Regions from separate parts of the Mus musculus genome. Here regions 2 and 3 are each linked to region 1. Evidence: chromatin contacts called from public Hi-C data. All regions are on one chromosome and are shown on one strand. Each heading gives the region's core, a stretch centred on a gene start, on an enhancer-like site or on the middle of the called end of the contact. The rest is flanking DNA. Distances are from core to core; before and after follow the strand shown.

Region 1 (4,522 bases), core at 1,180-3,679:
GGAAACATTCCAGCCCATGAGTGGTGTCTGTGATCGACAGCCAGGTTTAATAGCTATCAGGATCTCGCAGTTGGTAGTGGACCTAGAATTATTCCTGTACTCCTAAACATGGCAAAGTCTGCCATCCTCTGTACCCCAGGACTGTGGCTGGGTAAGAAGTGTCCTAATGTTCGCTCCCTGACGCTTAGCGTTCTAGATGAGGCCTTCGGGAGATGATTGGATAGTGAGGTCTCAGACGTCATCTGTGGGGGTGGACAATTGAAAGCCGTGGAAAGTTGAGGAGATGGGACCTTGCCTGAGAAGGTACTTCAGGAACCCGTGAAGGGTGTGGTTTGTCCTCAGCCTCCTTCCCCCATTCTCTTTGCCTCCTGGCAGCTGTGAGGTAAATTCCTCAGCTCTACCCTGTGCCCCTGACCTTGCTGTTCTGCCTCACCTCATAGCCGAGTGAGTATAGACTGAATTCTCTGAAACCTTGTGTCCAAAGACATCTTCCGTCTGGAGCCTTTTATCTGGGTATTTTATCAGAGCCATGGGAAGTTGACTGACACACTGAGACTGTGACTTTAATCTGGAAATAGGGTCTCACAGGCGGCCAGCCTCCGGAGAGGGATCTCAGGGTGAGGTCATGGTGGGTTTAGCAGGAGACTTAACTCCGCTGGCTGGTGTCCTCATAAGGGAAAAGACAGGGGATTTGAGGTGGATGCACAATGGAGACATTGATGTAAAGATGCAGGCAGAGAATGGAATGCTGCTGCCAATGCACGAGTTCCACAGGTTGCCAGTGGCCAGCAGGGTCTACGGTAGAGGCAAGGGGTGAATCCTTCTTCTGGGATTCCAGAAGAGCAGACTCTTTCTTGGCTTCTGAACTTCACACAGCGGAAGGGTAGATTTTTATTACATTGTAGCAATTTGTTCATCAGAAGCCCTGATAAGGGTCTTGGAGACCTCCAGGAGTTTTAATTTTGTTTGCAAGAGGCTCAGCAACTTGCCCAGGCACACACAGCAGAGGCACAGTGGCCCTCAGGGGCAGATGTTCCATCCTGGATGCTGACTTAGGGCTTCTGTTCACTCACGGCTGTTTGTAGAGCATCTCATATGTACCGAGCACAGAGACAGATGCTGGCCAGACCTCAGGGTAAGCAAGGCACATCTGACTTGTCATTCTGGGGCTTTTACAGTCCGAAAATGTTAAGAAAGACTGCTATGTGATAACATCGGAGTATAGGTCACAGTACTGGGGACAGTGTGTGTGTGGCTGGAGGGTTCAGAAAGTCTCCTCAGGGTGATGGAGCTTCAGTATGCAGAGACGGTGGAGAGCAGAGAGCTTGTGTGCAGTGGTGGGTAGAAGGCCAGGTTTTTATCTCCAGGTCAGGCAACGTCTTCAACAAGGATGCTAAGTCTCTTCAAGGACCATAGAACAAGATGAATCCCACCAACTGCCTGCCGCTTCTAACTTTTTTTCTAGATAACATCTTTAATCAGAGAGCCACTCCTGCTCTTCAGCTCTTCAGCCAAGCACCTCAGAGGAAGCTGAGCCCATGTGGAGTCCCCAGGGGTGGTCGAGTGATAATGTCACTTGTGCCATATGTACCCCCTTGGCAGAATGACGGATATGCAAACTAATTCCAGCTCATAGAGTGTAAGGGGAGGGCCCGAGGAGCGGCTCACTGGGTGAGAGGCCAGCATGAGAACTTGACTCCTGATCCCTGATATTTGTACAAAAACTCCAGTGTTTTCAGGCCCAGCACTGGGGGCAGAGACGGGCCAATGCAGAGAGTGTGGAACAAACCAGCCTGCTCAAAGCAGCAGATTCTGATTCAGAGAGATGCTGTCTCAGGGCAGCAAGGTAGAGAGGGAAATTACCGAATGCCTCCCCTCCCCCAACACTCACATCCTGTAAGAGGATTTCTGGCGGAGGCAGAGATCTGGATGCTCCTCCCTTCAGGCTGGAGAGGCAGAGAGGAAAACTCACGTTTCTAGAAATGTAGCGTCTGCCACAGTGACAGACATTTCGCTACCACCCACAACAGTGACAGACATCTCGCTACCACCCAGCAGCTGAAGCTCTCCCAAGGGACAGGGTTCTTGCTGGCCTGCTGGCCGCGTGGTACCACTGCCCAACTGTTGTGTTAGAAGGTGGCTTGTATCTGGACAGATCACACCACAGCAGCACAGCTCTATGAGAAGAGATTTACTGGGGAAAGAGGGGGTGAGGAGGAGGAATGAGGGGAACAAAGAAGGGGAGAGGGGTCTGGGGCCCTGCCTTTTATTCAGGCCGGGATGTAACCATGAATATCAGGTGCGCAGGTGAAGTGCGCAGGTGAGGCGCACATTGGGGGGGGGGGGGGGGAATGATGTGTGGCGGTTGCCATGGCAACAGACGCATGAGCGTCCCTGTTGCCTAGGGGTGACCTCATCGCTGGATTCCGAGGCGACCAGTTTCTGATGTCAACACCATTGCTTACCTTTGAGGTCTCTTTAATGTATTGTTATTTTGGCCAGTGGGAATCACTGCTGCTGGCGAAAGCATGGGGCTTCCTGGAGGAGGAGACCTGGTGACCCACAGGCTGTCTGAAATGGTCTGAAAACGAGCAGAAGTTAGGCCGATGTAAGTAGAGTGTTGTAGGCAGAAAGCACAGTCCCCGTCCCCGTGTGGTCGAAGACACAGGACAGTCCTGACTCAGAGGTAGTACGGATCACAAGGAACAGAGGTGGGGGGGGGGGGCACGGGGACGGAACGCCCTTTCTGACTCTCAAGATGGGCTCATCATGTTTGGCTCACGAGGCGCTGAGGTCCTCACTGAACTCAGAGGGAGTTTGAGGGAGTTTGGGCGTCGCTCTAGAGAAGATGGATGACGGTGGAGTGCCGTGTGATGCTGGTGCACAGCCCGCTGCTACCCAGGTAACCACGGTGGCCCTTGAACTCGGTTCCCCTGGACTCTCAGGACTTACTTGGGTGCCGTTCTCTTCTCTCTCAGCTGCCCGTCTAGGCTGAGTGCCGCCCTGAGCCCTGTGTTGGCCTCAGTACTCCATCAGGTCCAGCCCCCGGTCTCCTGCTTCGGTTTGTCTTTGTCCTGTGTTGGGTGTGCTGCTTGGACTCCTTATTCTCTCAGAGCGACCAATTGAGAGGCAAAGAGCAGAATGAGCGAGCGGCTTCCAGCACACTCAGAGTGAACCAGAGGCTGAGGGCACAGCCATTGTCCCTGCCTCCCATGAGGATCTATTTGAGGGGCTGGGCCTCCCTCAATGCCTGGTTTTGATAGGCCAAGAGCCATTGTAAATATATGAAACTGTCACTGGTATAGCCGAGAGGTGGAAAGGGAAGGGCTGGCTAATGGAGAGTCAACTGTGGACATCCAATTCTCCCCTAAAGGCAGGGTTGGGAGGGTGCTGGATGCAACAATGAGGACCTGAATCTAGATTGCCAGAACCAAGGGTAAAAAAACAAAAAAATCAAAAAACAAAACAAAACAAAAAACAAACAACAACAAACGACAACAACAACAGCAAAAAAACCAAAAACCCAAAAACCCAAAAAAGCCTTGCATGTGGCACACACACACACACACACACACACACACACACACACACACACACTTGAAGGGGCTGGAGAGATGGCTCAGTGGTTAAGAGCACTGACTGCTCTTCCAGAGGTCCTGAGTTCAATTCCCAGCAACCACATGGTGGCTCACATCCATCTGTAATGGGATCTGATGCCCTCTTGTGGTGTGTCTGAAGACAGCAACAATGTTCTCACATACATAAAACAAGGAAATCTTAAAAAACAAAAGCAAAACAACAGCAGTAAAACAAACAAAAATTCCCAACTACTTTGGAGGCAGGGAGACAATAGCTCCCCAAGCTGACTTTTTTTCCCCCTTCTCAAACTGTTCAGTTTGTCTGAGGAGGGGCACAAGTGGCCGGAGGCCAACACACCAAGGAGTGCTGACCCCAGCTCCCTGCTTCTGGGAAGCCTTGGAGGAAATCCTTTGGCACCAAGCAAGCAAGCAAACACACACCCAAACAAAACAGCAGGAGAAGCCCCACACCGAAAAGTTTCCACTTGCAAACATGTTTTTGTCACGGCCAAAGGTTTAGGATTGCAACATTTTGGGCGTCTTTGGCCCTAAACTCAAGGACTCTGCAGTTTTCCCAAAGCACCTAAAATAAAGAATTCTCTTTGGCAAAAACAGTATGTTTGTAAACAGAACGGTTTTATTTTTGAGAAACTCGATTCCTGCTTAGATGTAGCAGATTCTGAGTAAAGTCCCTGAGGCGATTTTCCATCTGCCTCCCTCGTTCCAGATTGTCCGTGGCGCAGGTAATGCTCATCTCCTTTCCCGCCTGTGTGTGGTTTTCATTAGCTGGGTGTGTGTCTGGAATGTGTGCCTGTTGGCCAACTGCCGGGTTCCTTCTGATGTTGGAGAGAAAGGTCCACAGATGAAGGAAGCCCTGGATGCTCCCAGACTGGGTTTCTCATGCCAGGACCCTGAGGCTGGAAGCATCCTAGAGGGGTCCGACC
Region 2 (4,645 bases), core at 383-2,882, 100 kb after region 1:
TTGATTATCTACAGTCTTTTCTTCCCAGGACTGTAGTAATGCTGACTGGGTGTGCTTTGGGTTTCTCTCTCAAACTCAACACTTAAACCTCAGGCTCATAGCAGTGAGCTTCTCGCTGGTGTTAGGTCTGTGTGGCGCTTCTAAGAACTTCATCTGTCCTTGACCTTGAATGGAAAATCACCTTCATAAGGTCAGAGAGCATGTTTGACCTCTGCCCTTTGGTCCCCATCAATTGGTGTAGCTGGAGTTCATAGATGTATCTAAGGGGCTCCTTTAACTTCCAACGGTCATGGAATAATTGAGCGTATGAGTAGGGTACAGTGGGATAACACTGTACGTGCTTACAACGTGCCATGACCCTGTTGGAGCAATTAGCATTTGTTCATGCCGAGGACCTTGGACCTTGTCTACTTGCAGTTCCAGATGTGCGTTTTTCCTGTTCCAGGTCTGTATCGACCTTCTTATTCATGTTCCCATAAATGCTACTCAAGGACACCTTTGACAAAGAACAGACTATACCCCAAAGACCCCACATCTCGCTTCTTGCACCTTCTTATCTGTACAGTCTGAAGAGCTCTACTTATTCCAACAGATTTTTCCTCAATCATACTTACATTTCTTTTCTTAGCATTCATCTCTGCTTGGGATATTTGAACACCTGCTCTCAGTGTTTATTTTCTTTGGATACATTAATTATGCTTGAGAGGAGATACCATACCTCTGCCTACCTGAAGCACAGAAATGCCTGTCCAGGCTGTCTGGACAGATCCAATAAGTAGGGAGAGGAAGCTTGGCCCATTGTACTGCAGGCTTCAGCTGACCTGGACTTTCCAGAGTGTCTCTTTTGGTGAGAGACATTCGGTGTCCCACGTGTTGTGACCTTTTCTTACGTGAGTTGTCTCTGGAATGACAGAACAGTGCTAAGGACACTTCTGGGGTCACGGCATAAGGAAAAGGCTGCTCATGGGTTTTGCTATAAAAGGGATGCTAGAAAAAAAAGCATAAAAAGATGGACACTTCTGTCTACTGTGCTTGGAGAGGAGGTGCCTCTAAGTGTCAGGAAGACAGTACACATGAACAGACATCATGATGCAGAACTGTCAGAGTGTCTGTTCATTACTCTTGGCTGACGTTTAATTTTCCCCTTAGAAAATATTTCTTTTACCCCGAAATCTCTACATGGAATCCCACCATCTAGAGATGATCTACAATCCATAGTGCCAACCATCTGTCTCTACCCCATCCTCAGCAGGGTCTAATGATATGTTCTGTTTCTCTCTTCTAGGGGAACAGCTGGAGGTTGCAAACATGGTCGAGAAAGAACTCGCAGCTGAGACCCATCTCAGGAGGTAGCATCAGATTTGCAGTCGCCTCCCTTTCTCTCCCGGGTGATGCTCTTGTTTCTGTGGGAGCTGCAGTTAGCCTGGAGACAGCGGATTCTGATGATGGGTCCTTATGCTTTGTCTTACTACTGACTGGGCAACTCTTGGCAAGTCATAGAAGGTCCACGCCTGCTTGGGAGTTTGCCTGGCAGTGGGTCATGGGAGATAAGTTTTGCCTCAAGGGAGGTGGTGAGAGGCAAGGATATTAGATAAACACATTAAAAACAGGGTGCCGAATTTAGAATGCCCAGTGGAACCACATGCTGAAAAAGAAAGAAACGGAGCTTGCTAATGCAGGAGGAACACATGGGCATTGCCAGTGCCCTTAAGCAAAGTGGTAAGGAAGACCGGGAACTTCAGAGACCTTTGCGGTTTAGTCTGTTCTTGGCCTGAGGTGTTCTTGACTGATATAAATGAGAAAATTGTTACAGAGTCAAAACAGGACAGACAGGGTGGGTGGGTGGGGGGCCCGCAATGATGACAAGATGAAATAGTTTCGAGGTCCTCTAAGGACTTCCAAGATACAGGAACAGAGGTAGGGGTGGGGTCAGGTGATAGAAGGCACAGAGAGGATGAGCCCAGGATGGTGTGTCACTCACAGTGAGGACTGTGCTCTGGTATGGTTCAGCCATCTCTCTCAGTCTGGTCATGGAGGAGTGTCACCCTCTGAGGTGGGTGAGGGAGCTACGCAGAGCAGGACAGGGTCATGGCTGACTGGCTGTGGGTTGCATTGCCATCCATTGACAGCAAACGACAGAGCTTCAGAAAGGAAACTCCTCCTGCATGACCAGGTCTACAGAGGACGCGGCATCAGACAGTCAGCCCCAAGCCCTGCAGGGTGGAAGGAAATGAGCTCTGGGAGGGAGGCTTCCCAGCTAAAGAGAGGAGAGGGAGAGGGAGGAGTCAGAGAGGCCATTTATAGTTTTGCCCAGATGTGAACTTACAGAAATGTCCTGCCAGGCAAGATGTCCCAACTGATATAATGGCATGACTATTTATATTATATTATATTATATTTACATCATATATTGTGTCACATTAGTTATATCTAATATATACAATTATAATATTATATTGTGAGAGTAACCAACTGATTTCTGGTTGGAGTTGAGCCTGCTCAAGAAGAGTGATCCCATCCCTGGTACAGAAAACTAGGTCAAGAGCTCATGGCCGGGAAGGTCATAGGCCTTAGTGGGGACCTATTATTTTTGTTTTAATAAATGGATGCTTCCTAAACAGGAAGTTACTTTTTTCACATCGTCTGACTTCTAACTCAAAGGGCAGATGGGAAATAAACCACCCAGTGTGATGTGGTAGAAGAGCTCAGAGCCAAGAACTGTGGACAGAGCTGTAAGCTGGGCCATCTGGGGCTTGAACCGGTACCTCATGGTGACTCTCATATGGCTGATTCTAATGGTCAGAAATGCCCAGAGGTCTAAACACACCCTTAGGAATATCAGGTTGCATATCTAGAGATGATTATGAGGGTTCTGATCAAGTGAAAAAATTATTCATTGATGAATTCAAAATTTGGGAGGTGCGGATCTGTGGATGATGGGGCCTGGGGGCAGGAGGTGCATCACAGGAATCAGGGCATGGACTCCCTCAAGCTCTTTAATGTCAGCATCTCAGAATCTCTTTCTGCCAGAGACACATGATCACCACGGTCCCCTTCTGCCTGCATGTCAGCACCACAGAAGGCCTGCTCTCTTGCCCACCAGCCATGGAGTCTTTGGAAAGAGCCATCAAGCCATGGTGTCTCTGGTAGGAGCTATCAGCATCAGAAATGTCCAGACAATAACTTCTCTTGGAGAAGGGAAGGGAAGATCTTGCCCAAAGTGATTTTTAGGAGTTTGACCTGTTCCTAGTATCTAGTCTCTGTTGGCTCCAAAATCATGTGTCTTACCTGCCTGTGTTGCTATAAAAACAGAACACCACAGACTGGGGCATTCACAAGGAAAGAAATTAATTAACCTTACAGTTCTTAGAGTTGGGAGTTCAAAACCAAGACACCTCCACTATCTGCCTAGTATCTTAGCCACTCCTGCAAGATGGCTGTAGAGGGAGGGCAGTTACCTCAGGACAGCAGGTGCCAGGTGAGGCCGAGCTCATTTTGTGTGAGATGCCTGCGCAGTAGAAATCAATTTGCAACAGTGTTCTTTTCTAAAACCCCAGGATCCCACTGCCTGTTACTAGGTTCTGCGTTCCAGCTGTCAGAGTGAGATTATGTTTCCAATAGACCACGTTTGAAGGGAAAGTTCCAACCATCACACCATGCAACACTGACCTAATAATAGTCAAAGGTGCGTGGGGGTTTGTTTTAGTTAAGAATCACAGCATGAAACAAATCGCATTTATCCAATGTGGCAGCCTCTCTGCTTCTTCTATAAAAAGCCCTTTGTGTTGGTATATGGAGGAGATGGGTCTCGGGCTCAGGGTGATGAGTAGTTTCTCTGTCAGTATAACAGTGAGTCGTCTTCCTTACTGTACTTGGCAAAGCCCATTTTGGTGACAACCAACAGGTACAGCTGGTTCAAATAGGCTTCTCTGTAGGGGGTTGGCTTGATGCTGCTCTGTATTCAAATGCTAATGCTGGCACCCAAGATCTGGATGCCCCTGACTAAGATCCTCACTTATCACAAAAGATACTATGCAGCTGTCTTAGTCAGGATTTCTACTCCTGCACAAACATCATGACCAAGAAGCAAGTTGGGGAGGAAAGGGTTTATTCAGCTTACACTTCCACATTGCTGTTCATCACCAAAGGAAGTCAGGACTGGAACTCAAGCAGGTCAGGAAGCAGGAGCTGATGCAGAGGCCATGGAGGGATGTGAGTTACTGGCTTGCTTCCCCTGGCTTGCTCAGCTTGCTCTCTTATAGAACCCAGGACTACCAGCCCAGAGATGGCACGACCCACAAGGGACCCTCCCCACTTGATCACTAATTGAGAAAAATGCCTTACAGCTGAATCTCATGGAGGCATTTCCTCACCTGAAGCTCCTTTCTCTGTGATAACTCCAGCTTGTGTCAAGTTGACACACAAAACTAGCCAGTACTCTAACCTTGTTCCCTAAGTTAATTGGTCAATAAGAGGCTAAATACCATAATTGGGCAGTAGATGGAGGTAGGCAGATTTTCAGTTACCTGGCTGGGGGTTGGGGGTTGGGTCCCAGGTAGAGTTGGGAGAAAAAGAGGATAGGAGAGGATGAGAGTAGGAAGCCGCCATGAGAGGAAATGCACCGTGGGCATGTGGCTAGGAGAAA
Region 3 (4,494 bases), core at 330-2,829, 120 kb after region 1:
ACACATGTATTGGTCCGTCTTACAATGTGTGGTTGAACTCCATTTGTTCTGACTCCACAGAGAGAAATGTATCCAAAAGCTTCTGGTGGTGTGATGGCGGCTTCTTGCTGCTTCTTCAGACTCAGGCCGATTGGCAGAGGGACGGCAGCTGAGACAGACTCATGTGGAACTTTGCCAAGACATGCTGAATCAAGACACAAGGTAAGGCAAGACCCGTGGAGGACACGTGACGTTTGGAGGGAGTATAACTAGGACTCAATGGACTGTGAGAGGGGCTTGCTTGTAGAGTGAGCTGTGCAACGCTTCTTGGTCTTGTGTCTTCGCTGATCCTTGCTTCTCCGAGAGAGGCACAAGAAACAACTCCTGGTGTTCCTGTTGGTCTTCGTCCCTCTTGGGCCTGGTCCCTTCTTCTGACTCAGGTCAGTTCAGCGGAGGCCTGGCTGTCTCTGCTAAGTCATGCCACTGCTGCTGACTCGTGCTTGCTATCTCGGCTCTACCAATCGGTACTGCTGATAAAGTCGTGAAGTCCTGGAGAGTGGATTGAGCTGCTGCTGCTGCTGCTGCTGCTGATCTGTGAGCTGAACTGCTAAATTCCTGATAACGCAGAGGGGATTTGCTCTAAAGAATGGTTTCTAAACAGGTCCACTTCCCCCATAGCCTTTCTTTTCCATTACCTCTTGTGGGCGGTGGGCTAGAAGGGAGGTTAAAACCTTTAAGGACCATCATTAAAAGTAGGCTTTGAAAAAAATTAAACTTACAATGGCCACTGCCTTTTAAGTGGCTCTGAATTTCAGCTAATGCAGTCCCATGTCCCCTAGGGTTTGTTTGTTGGCAACCATGTAACATGGGGACACAATGTGCCTGGACTAGATGTTCCTTCAACAAACTGTTCCATGGCCAAGGATCTTGACCTCTCCTCTTCATTATTGATTTTAGAATCAATGAAGGGATTTTGTATTCACTCCTTATTGCATTTCTTCTGGACAGTTTGGGGCCACTGGAATAGCAGAATGGGACCATTCAGGATCCTGATTCTTTTGTGTAGCATGATAAACACATCTCCTGCAATGATGTCATTCAATTTTCCGACAAGTGTCCTTTAATGATCATGCTCACAGGGCTGGGCCCATCTCAGACGCATAGCCTGGCCGGCCAGGGCTCACTCCTCTCACATTGTTATGCCTCTGTCCATCAGCACTTTGGCTTTCTTTGCTCACCAGTTACAAATTCATTTAGAACTCTACCCCAGCCCCCTTTCTCCATCTTGTCCACAGGAATATCCTGAGAAGCTCTGTCAAGTGCCTCGCTGAAGGCCAGACACACTGATCACCCTGCCTAACAACCCTACAGGGAGAGGAAACAAGATTAGCCAAGGGCGACTGGCCGTGGCTGCTGGCCTCTTGGCAGTCACTGCCTTCTTGTCCCTGAGCTCACAGATCCTCCCGCCATGATTAGTTCTGCCAAGGATCAATATTAGCCCTCAATCCGTAATTCAGGAAGCAACTCCTCCTATGCCACCCTCCTCCCTCTCCTTAACCCCACGGCCTTCACCGCCTTCAAAAATGGACCCTTTGCCCTAGATTGCTTCTCAGTGTGTTCCTCTTGCTTTTGTTATTAATCCTTTCATCTCCCCCCTCCCCCACCATCCATGTCTGCAGAGAATCATGGGGTGTTTCTTCCTTCCATGGTTTCATTCTGGGGGCAACAACATACCTCCCAAGCTCACCATGAGACCCACGGGAGAAACAAAACTTGTGTATGAAAGTTCCTTACCTAACACCTAGATATCACGGAGAGTTGTCAAAAAAACTAAAAGAACAACACCAGTGAGAAAAATTTATTCTCGCGGCAAGCAACATAGTTATGCAGGTAAGTACCTGTGAAGTAGTTATCTACACAGCCAAGCTAAGTACCTTGAAATCTGTTTCCTTACATTTATTTATTTATTTATTTATTTATTTATTTATTTAGTGTTCGTGTGTGCACACACATATGCCACAGTGCATGTGTCTGTGATGGTCAGAATGTAAAGTGCAGGCATTGGCTCTCTCTACCGTCTGGGTTCCAGGGCTCAAACTCAGGTCTTTAGGTTTTGTGGCAAGCACACTTTACCCACAGAGCCATCTTGCCAGCCCTAAATGACCTTCTGAGTTGTGTTTTGTGATGTTAGGAGAAAAATTATTCCAAGAATTTGAATATTTGGCTTGATTATGGCTCTGAAAGCAGCTTACTTATCTAGAATCAGATTTAACAGAATTTCAAAGTTTCCCTCACACCCCATGGGCTAAGTTGTACCAAAGGAAATAGATAATCATTGGCATAAGTGCCCTTTGCTGCTTTAAACATGTAAATGGACTGCCAGGGTTCTGGGTTAAATGACTTGGTATTTGAAACCTGAAAGTTTCCGTTACAAAGAAGACACCTGGACTGTTAAGAGCCAGGGCTTAAAAAGCCCTTTGTCATGAGAACTGAGTTCTCCTGTTGATAAGTGTTAATTGGGATGTTTCTACTGCTAATTGGCAGATTGCCCAGACATCCCAGAGTCAAGCCAATGGTATCATCACCCAGGCTACAGTGAGTGCGAGGTTCCCTGCTCTAGAAGCAAAGCGAATTGCACATTGAACAACACAGGCCAGAATTCTTACTTACAGAATGGGAGGGGAAACTGAGGCAAATGGCAATTCCCAAGCAGCTAGGGTCCCACTACGTACTGCCGTCTGAGCCTTGCGCCTATAGTCATGGATTTGGGGCTTTCCGTATTCTCATCTTAAATGTTTATTTTGAGGGGGGACTCATGTGGGTCCCCTGCTCCTCACTCCATCAGACAGTGTCACATGTGGCTGTGGTCCAGGCTGTTCCTGTCATTTACCATAGTTGCTGGAAGCATGAAGCATCAGCTCTGGGCTGTCTGGTACTTTGGCAATGCAGATGCTGAGATGACAGCCTGCATCTCCGGGATGCACAAATTAGAACTGATGGATGGGAGGCTACTAATAAAATGTCACATCTCATAGATGCGGATGGGCCGAGGGGCCAGTGATAAAGTGAGACCGTAGGGCTCTGACATACACGCCTTCCCGCCATATTATTGACAGTGGGGGGAGAGTATTGATCAAGCTGCCAAGATTATCCTATTATGCAATTAGAATATTAGATTTGCATTTTAATTCCTTTAGAAGAAATTGGCCTGGGGCAATTATGGCGGTGAAATATTAAGAGAGATCCAGCTTTGTGGAAAGTAGGAACTCGGGAGAGGCTTTTAGGGGTATGTAGCCACCATCAGAGAGACGTTCCCCTCAGGAAAGGAACAATAGCAAAGCAAGGAGAACATAGCCCGCAAGGTAGAAGCACTTCTGGAAACAGAATGTTCCAGAAAGGATGGGGGTAAACTGGACCCAGGGCATGGCGTGGAACCTAAACTCAGTCCATGGGTGCCCTGTGACCACACACATTCAAGTGTGTCACTTTGCTCTTCTCCTGTGGACATATATCCCCTCTTTCCTGACTGCTTGGCCAGTGCTGCCCTTAGGCTACAGAGCTGTGTCTTGCCCAGCCAGCCTGCTTTCTCTCAGAGAGACTTGCTCTCTGCAGGGGTTTGGGCTGGGGGCTGAGTTCCTGGACAAAGTGAAGGTCCCAGCTCTTCCTTTCAGGTACTGTTTGTTGTGTGTTCCTTACACCAGACAGCAGAGCTCTGCAGGGAGTCCCCTCAGCAGCAGCAGCAGCCACCAGAGGCTTCCTCCCTTTCAGAGCCATTGAACCCCCGTTTCTTTTTTACTCCTCATCTCTGGTATTCTGCTTACAGCAGCAGAAAACGAAGTAGGGTAACTCAATCTGTGCTGGATACGGCCCTGAGTGCTAAGGCCATTTGTCAGCATGGTCCTTGTTGTGCAAAGACTTACAAGGTGAGACTGGAGAGATGGCTCGATGGTTAAATGCACTGGCTGTTCTTCCAGAGGATCTGAGTTCATTTCCAAGCTCCACTATACTGACAGCTCGAAACCATCTGTCACCCCAGTTCTGGGGGATCAACACCCTCTTCTGGTCTCTGAGGGCTACATGCACACACACACACACACACACACACACACACACACACACACACACACACGATGCACAGACATACATGTGCATACATGAGCAAAATACCATGCATATCAAATAGTTTTTAAAAAGACACACAAGGAAGCCCAAAGGTAGATACTGGTGAAGGAGGAGGTGGTGGTGTTTGTTCATATAGAACATATGTATGTTTGCATGTGTGTACGTGCGTGTACATGTATGTACATGTGTGTTAAGCCTGACAGGGGTGGGAGCAGGATTCTAAAAACAGACGGAACTACACTGGACAAATACCCCCATTTCTTCTTCAAGAATGTAAAGTTCCTTTTCCAGATCTGACAAAAATCACAATATCACAAGTTATCACAAGTGACATATTTGGGAGGGCCATGGTGACTTGGAGGAGCTGAGCAGCTCTGCTCTCTTAGATGCTCT

Evidence for each region. A called contact is a pair of places that touch in the nucleus more often than the background predicts.
Region 2: a contact with region 1 is called in a Hi-C map of Sertoli cells, with 2.1 times the contacts expected there. The contact joins the promoter of 1810053B23Rik here to the promoter of 1700029J03Rik in region 1. A contact is called at or near these places in 3 of 484 Hi-C or Micro-C datasets (the HL-1 cell line, Sertoli cells and liver), 1 of 115 datasets of contacts at active chromatin or transcription factors (double positive thymocytes) and 1 of 9 other capture datasets (embryonic stem cells).
Region 3: a contact with region 1 is called in a Hi-C map of the N1E-115 cell line, with 1.9 times the contacts expected there. The contact joins the enhancer-like site here to the promoter of 1700029J03Rik in region 1. A contact is called at or near these places in 4 of 484 Hi-C or Micro-C datasets (the AML12 cell line, the N1E-115 cell line, cranial neural crest and 1 more), 3 of 115 datasets of contacts at active chromatin or transcription factors (double positive thymocytes, embryonic stem cells and large pre-B cells) and 1 of 9 other capture datasets (embryonic stem cells).

The regions. Positions count from the first base shown.
Region 1 is chr16:93,456,779-93,461,300 of GRCm38.p6, reverse strand. It overlaps 1700029J03Rik (RIKEN cDNA 1700029J03 gene), which reads left to right and starts at 2,429. Exons shown (of 3, transcript NR_040494.1): 1 at 2,429-2,608.
Region 2 is chr16:93,355,699-93,360,343 of GRCm38.p6, reverse strand. It overlaps 1810053B23Rik (RIKEN cDNA 1810053B23 gene), which reads left to right and starts at 1,632. Exons shown (of 4, transcript NR_040489.1): 1 at 1,632-1,719.
Region 3 is chr16:93,331,901-93,336,394 of GRCm38.p6, reverse strand. No RefSeq gene overlaps it. Among named protein-coding and RNA genes, the nearest start is that of 1810053B23Rik, 25 kb to the left of the region's middle. Within about 2 kb of position 1,579, at least 18 of the 459 cell types and tissues checked have an H3K27ac peak or open chromatin away from gene starts, as enhancers often do. A contact at or near this core is called in the N1E-115 cell line and liver, where this site is marked.